Linked DNA regions of Zea mays: region 2 is linked to region 1. Evidence: chromatin contacts called from public Hi-C data. All regions are on one chromosome and are shown on one strand. The core of a region is the stretch at or near the end of the contact, and the rest is flanking DNA. Distances in the headings are between cores, read along the strand shown.

What was found. Hi-C and Micro-C count contacts between places; a contact is called where the count stands out from the background.
Region 2: a Hi-C map of ear shows a contact between it and region 1, with 5 times the contacts expected there. The contact joins the promoter of LOC103625941 here to the promoter of LOC103625937 in region 1. A contact is called at or near these places in 7 of 25 Hi-C or Micro-C datasets (bundle sheath, ear, leaf and 3 more).

Annotation. Positions count from the first base shown.
Region 1 is chr5:10,717,389-10,720,567 of Zm-B73-REFERENCE-NAM-5.0, reverse strand. LOC103625937 (actin-1) reads left to right here and starts at 1,622. Exons shown (of 5, transcript XM_008646341.3): 1 at 1,622-1,917; 2 at 2,372-2,438; 3 at 2,528-2,921; 4 at 3,015-3,179. The coding sequence starts at 2,379.
Region 2 is chr5:10,877,933-10,881,111 of Zm-B73-REFERENCE-NAM-5.0, reverse strand. It overlaps LOC103625941 (probable receptor protein kinase TMK1), which reads right to left and starts at 1,723. Exons shown (of 2, transcript NM_001346014.1): 1 at 1-1,723. The coding sequence starts at 1,661.

The sequences.
Region 1 (3,179 bases), core at 373-2,872:
GCATGTGCCGCCTGAGGCCTTGCTACTACCCTAGTATGTAAATCTGCAGGACACATGTAGGTGGTCGTAGCATGCTCTTGCTTGCATGTGTGTTATCCTGTGCTTGCGAAGCTTGCACTGTACCGGATGGATATACATATATATATATATAACTATGACTCAGTGAAGCCAGAGACCAGACCGACAGAGGCCAGGGCAAAGCTCTTCTAAAAAAATTTTGGACCTGCGCCCCGGGCCGTGGCCCAGGCGGCCATAGGCCTGGGTCCGCCCCTGGCAACAGGGGTGAGAGTGGAATCGAGAGCTGACATTGCAAAGGCGAGAATGGATGGTGCACTGGCACCGGCCTAAGCAACATGTATTCGAAGTCCAAACGCTAGCGATTCTCTCCCTCTCAAAACAAACACACGATTTATGAGTTAATAGTACAATACTCATGTTGCGTTGGCCGCAGTAGGGTGGACCATCTCATAAAAAGTTACCCATAAAAATTAAACTTAATATTAAGGTGAACATATGGTAAACATACTGGATATTAAAATGATAATTACAAATATTATAATTTATCTTAGACAAAAGAACGATAAAATATATGATTTAAAAAGAAGTACAAGCCTTCTTTATAGTTAGTTTGGTCGCTCGTACTCCTCTTTTAGGTAGAAAGATAATATTATGTAGGAGCGTGATATTATGCTTCTATCCTTATTAGGCTTGAGTGGTTTCTTATCATCCATAGATAACGACCCACTAGGACATGTGAAGCGAGGATATGCCACGCGCTTCATGCACGACACACATGTTTGGACCATGTGTTAGATTAGAAAAAAATACAAAGACTTTTTTATTTACAAACAAAAGGGTGACGATAGGAAGCAGAAAAATGATGATTTATAGGAATAGAGTTTAAAGTCTTCTAAGTTTGATGAACTACACGTAAAATAATATTATATTTAGACTGTCTCCACTGGGTTGTATAAAATAGGGGATATATAACTGTAGATGACATTATTTACAGAGTGAAGTTTGGAATAGGAGACCTCCTAGAGATGACCTTATATCTCTAATAACTATTTTTTTATAAAAATACATTCTATGGTCTATATAATATATAACGATGCTTTTTTGAAGCAATAATATATAACGATGCTTACTACATATTGTGAATCTTACTACTCTTGTGTATATATTTGGTTGAATTTAAAAAGCTTGGAATTCTTAATAAACAGTCTCTTATTTTTTTTGAACGAATATAGCTTTTGAGCTGCAGGCAATGAGCTGTGAGCTGTGAAGCATTCCAAAAGCACAAAACAGTGTCGAAGTGACAAAACAAAGTATACCAACAAAAAATGTTAGTATTAGCAAAAACCAACAAGCCGTACGCGCGCTGAAGCACAGCGTAAGATATTCAAAATCTAGCACTTCGGTGGTAGATAGCGCGATATCCATTCAAAATTTGGAAGTTTTTTACCGAGCAAATTTGAAATTCGGAGGTGCCAAATGACGAGCGCTGGTCCATTTTCTGTCAGTGTCAGTCCTGAGTCCTGACACGGGCCGGCCCACATGCAATGCAATCCACGCGAACCCGGCCGAATGAACGAACCGAAGCCATTGCCCTGTCCGCACGTGATGACGTAGCGTCGGGGCTGGCCGTCCCCGTCCGCCCGCGAGTGGGAGGCCACCGTTTCCTCTCGCACCGGGTCGCGTGGAGGGAGGGCATGGGGCCATGGTTCCCAGCGCGGGGCGCCGAGCGCGCTCCTCCGCTCGCGCAGCGCCAGCGCCACCCCCGCGCCGGGCTTTATATACCACCCTCTCCCAACCCTACAGAATCATCGCCTCCACCGTTCTCTCTTCCTCTGCTCTTCTCTGCCTGCCTGAGCTCACCGCACCTCGCCTCCTCACCGCGTTTCCTCCGTTAATCCGGTAACCGTCTCTCACCATCTCTGCAGTCACCCTAGAGTCCCTCTCTGCCTGCCCCTGCCAGCGCGGGGGCGCGGTGTGGCTCTCCCAGATCCGCCTGGCATTGCTCGCTCGGGGTCGTGCCAAGCCGATCCGATCTCGCGCTTGCGCGCTCCTGCCGCGGATCCGGCTGGATCTCGCTGGAATTGGGGCGCGCGTTTATTTGAAATGCAGCAGATCCGCGTGCTTGCGCGCGTGATCTGGCGTCGTCGCGGGCCTTTCGTTAACGAAATGGCCCGATCTGTGGTTTGGTGGTCAATGCCATGTTTTTTTTTATTATTACTGTCTTATGCTGGGAGAAAAATAGAAACAGAGAATAGCTTCAATTGATGCCTTTTAGAACGGATTCTATAGAGCAACTCATGGATACTTTCTGCTTGTTTTAACAAAATGTGGCATCGGGCGAGCTCTGGTGTAGGTAGAAAATGGCCGATGCCGAGGATATCCAGCCCCTCGTCTGCGACAACGGAACTGGCATGGTCAAGGTAAGCCACCGGTTTGGTCACATCTGTTCTTGAGAATGCAAGGTTCTCGGTGGCTGCTGGGGCCCTAACAACAACACCAACCTCGGCAGGCTGGGTTCGCTGGCGACGACGCCCCGAGGGCCGTCTTCCCCAGCATCGTGGGGCGCCCGCGCCACACTGGTGTCATGGTCGGGATGGGGCAGAAGGACGCCTACGTCGGTGACGAGGCGCAGTCCAAGAGGGGTATCCTGACCCTCAAGTACCCCATCGAGCACGGGATCGTCAGCAACTGGGACGACATGGAGAAGATCTGGCATCACACCTTCTACAACGAGCTCCGCGTGGCTCCCGAGGAGCACCCCGTCCTCCTCACCGAGGCGCCCCTGAACCCCAAGGCTAACAGGGAGAAGATGACCCAGATCATGTTCGAGACCTTCAACACCCCGGCTATGTACGTCGCCATCCAGGCCGTGCTCTCTCTGTATGCCAGTGGCCGTACCACAGGTGAGCTGATTCCGTTCTCTGCTTAACAATTTCCAAATCCGATTTGCTCCTGCAGTCCGTTATCTCTAATATCTGTGGCTTCCCCTCTCTCAGGTATCGTGCTCGACTCGGGAGATGGTGTGAGCCACACCGTCCCCATCTACGAGGGATACGCCCTCCCCCACGCCATCCTTCGTCTTGACCTGGCCGGTCGCGACCTCACCGACTACCTGATGAAGATCCTGACTGAGCGCGGCTACTCCTTCACCACCACCGCTG
Region 2 (3,179 bases), core at 474-2,973, 160 kb before region 1:
ATTTTAACCATGTCATCTGAACCTGAGTGTCGCGGATGGATAACCATGGCATGTGGACTCTGCACCCTTCCGAAAGGCTTCTGTTTCCTCTTGTAACAATAGAATCCCAATGCAGCAACAAGGCCTAGTCCAACGACTGTACCAGCCACTGAGCCTACAATGACTCCAACAGAAGATGGAGAGGAACCCCCATTGTTACCAATGCTTCCGCTGCTGCCTCCCCCCGATAGACTGTCGTTGCTACCACCTGATCCTGCTGTTGGTGCAGGAGCATCCTTGCCTATGTTAGGGTTACCAGCAGTTTTCACCACTGCACTCTTGGAAGCAAATGTAGGAAGTTTCCCATATAGATTGTTGTTTGACAAATCAACCTCTGTCAGCGAAGGCAACGCGGCAACCTCCTCAGGCACAGTACCAGTGATGTTATTGTTAGCAAGATTTAGCACCTTAAGTGAGCTAATCTTCCCGATGGACGGTGAGATACTACCACTGAGACCCTTATTGGTGAAAATTAGCTCAGTAATGTTACCTTGTATGCAACTAACGCCCGGAAACACACACGGATCATTCCCCTTCCAATCCGTAGCAAGTGCCTTCGGGTACATGAACCCAGCAGCAACCTCAAGCAGCAGGCTCACACGGGGATCGCACGGCTTCCCGGCTTCCTGCACACAAAACCGCTCTGAATCTGCTTTGATGTCAGCATGAAGTTGATTAGGAATCTGAGGCATCGGCCCCTGCAGCAAATTATTCGTCAGAGTCACGTTCTTCAGGGCCTTCAACTTGAAAAGACTCTCAGGCACCGGCCCTGTGAGCTCGTTGTCGCGAAGTTGCAAATCCCATAGATTATCAAACCTAGAGAAGTCCGGCATGGGCCCAGTGAAGTCGTTAGAATGCAGCCACAGTTGCTCCAGAGACGTCATGTTGCTGACAAAGCTAATCGACCCATTGAGGTGCGCGCCATTGAGCCAGAGCTGCACCAGCGGCGCGCCGGCCAGCGACGCCGGTACGGGTCCTGACAGCTGGTTTAAGGACAGCGACAGCCGCTGGAGCGCCGGCATCTCACCCAAGAAGTCGGGGAGCGTGCCAGAGACGTTGGCGCTGACGGCGGAGAAGTTGGCGAGGGAGGCGCATGCGGCGAGGTCGGTGGGGAGCGACCACGACGCGAACGGGTTGTAGTCGATAGCGACGGCGGTGAGCCCGGTGAGGCCTTTGAAGAAGTCGGAGGGGATGGAGGCGAAACTGCTGTTGTGGGCTAGTAAAACCTGAAGCGAGGAGAGACCCGGGAGCGAGGGCAGCGGGCCGGAGAGCTTGTTGTCGAAAACCTCGAGGCGGGTGAGCTCGGTGAGGTCGCCCACCTCCGGGGGCAGGGTCCCCGTCAGGCCTCGCGCCCCGACCTGGATCGCCGTGACGCGACCCGACGAGTCGCAGGACACCCCGTCCCACCGCTTCGGCGAGCAGGGGTCGCCCGCGACGTCCCATCCCAGCGTCTTGTCCGCGCCAAGCGCCTTCGCCACAGCCCGCATCGCCGCCACGTCCAACGGCGACGTCTCCGCCGTCGCACCGGCCGCCAGCGCCACCAGAGCCAGGACCAAGATCCCGCACCACCGAGAGGCGGTGCCCTCGCGCCGCCGCCGCCACCGCGCGGTGGGAAACGGCATTGCGTCAGAGAGACAGGCTTGGGGGAGAGATAAGAAGAAAGAGAAACTGGAGTAAATTTTGGGAGGTGAGAGTTATGGAGAGAGAGAGGGGGGAGGGCTAGTACAGCCGTATAGGGCACATGGGCAGGGAAAGAGGGCCGGTGGCACTGTGCCACATGCGTGGGACCCGTCCGCCGAGCGTGTGGAGGCTGGAGCGCCCTGCGCCGAGCTAGTGCTGCACCCTCCCCGGAGTGAGAATGACCGGACTGCCCCCTCGCGGTCCCGCCCGTTTGAACACCCAGAGTCTCGCGCAGCGGCGAGGGCACGAGAAGCCGTGGCGGGGAAGACGACGCCAGCTCACGCCCGCCGACGCGTGGGGACCACGCGGCGGTGGCTGTAAAGCGCCGCGACCCCTGCACCAAAAGGCAGGGGGATTTGCGTCCGCGCTGGAGCAGAGCTGGACGGCCCGTCCGGGCCCCAGACACGAGACGGAGGTGTATAGGGCCATGGACTGCGGCAGTTGGACTATGGACTGCCGCTGAAGCGGGAAAGGGAGAACGAAAAAGAAAAGGCAAAGGGAATCCAAGACGGCTTCTCCCTCCGGGCACCGTCCCTCGTATGTGGGGTGTGGGGCCGCGAGAGTGCCGTATCGAATCGCCGCTGGTTTCGGAGCGGGCCCGGTGTGTCAGTAGCGTGGTACGGATGGGTAATCACGGCCGCGTTGGCCGGCGTGCCGTCAGAACTCCTTCGGATTGCAGGATTGATAAAAACCCAGGAATAAATAAATTGTAGAAATAGGCATACAGGAATTTAAAACACAGAAAAACGTATAGAGCGTTTATATGTAATATAGCAACAACATGGAAATTAAAGTAGAGAAATATACATAAAGCACAATTTGCAAGAGGTTATATCTCATGTTAGTATGTATTTATAGTTACTACGGTAAAATAATAATGTAGTATGTATTTATATCATAAAAAATTATAGACTATACTGTTTTAAAACTACAATATTATAAAACTGTATTACCAAGCATGCCCGTGAAACGCTACTGCTGCTGTACCACGTTACGTGGTGTGGCATCTCTATGCGCGGCCTCGGGCCACCGTCGTCAGGCTGCGGTGGAGTGCCGGAGACGCAAGACGGTTGGTTGGCGTTGGCGAGTACTAGAGGGGACACGGCGTCGGAACGGAGCACAGTAGAGAGCTATCGACCCCGTAAAAAGTGTTGGTGGTGTGGCCAGAGTCCCAGAATTCGGCACCATACAGACTGTTCAGAAATTCATCATCAGTTCTCTCTGAAGATTCCACGCTTCACGGCTTCACGCTGGAGAAGAGATGCTTGCCTCCGTCGTTACACAACCATGGCATGATTTGCAAACCCGCCTGACATCTGAGTATCTGACTAATCGCAGCTCACAGGTACTCAGGTCTGTTTGTTGTTCTGTGAGCACGCATCGAAGCGGTAGCCAGTAGCAGCCCGAGCCCCACTGCGCATCTGCGGCTGCGGCCGCTGGTTTGAGCCGTTGCGCTTGCG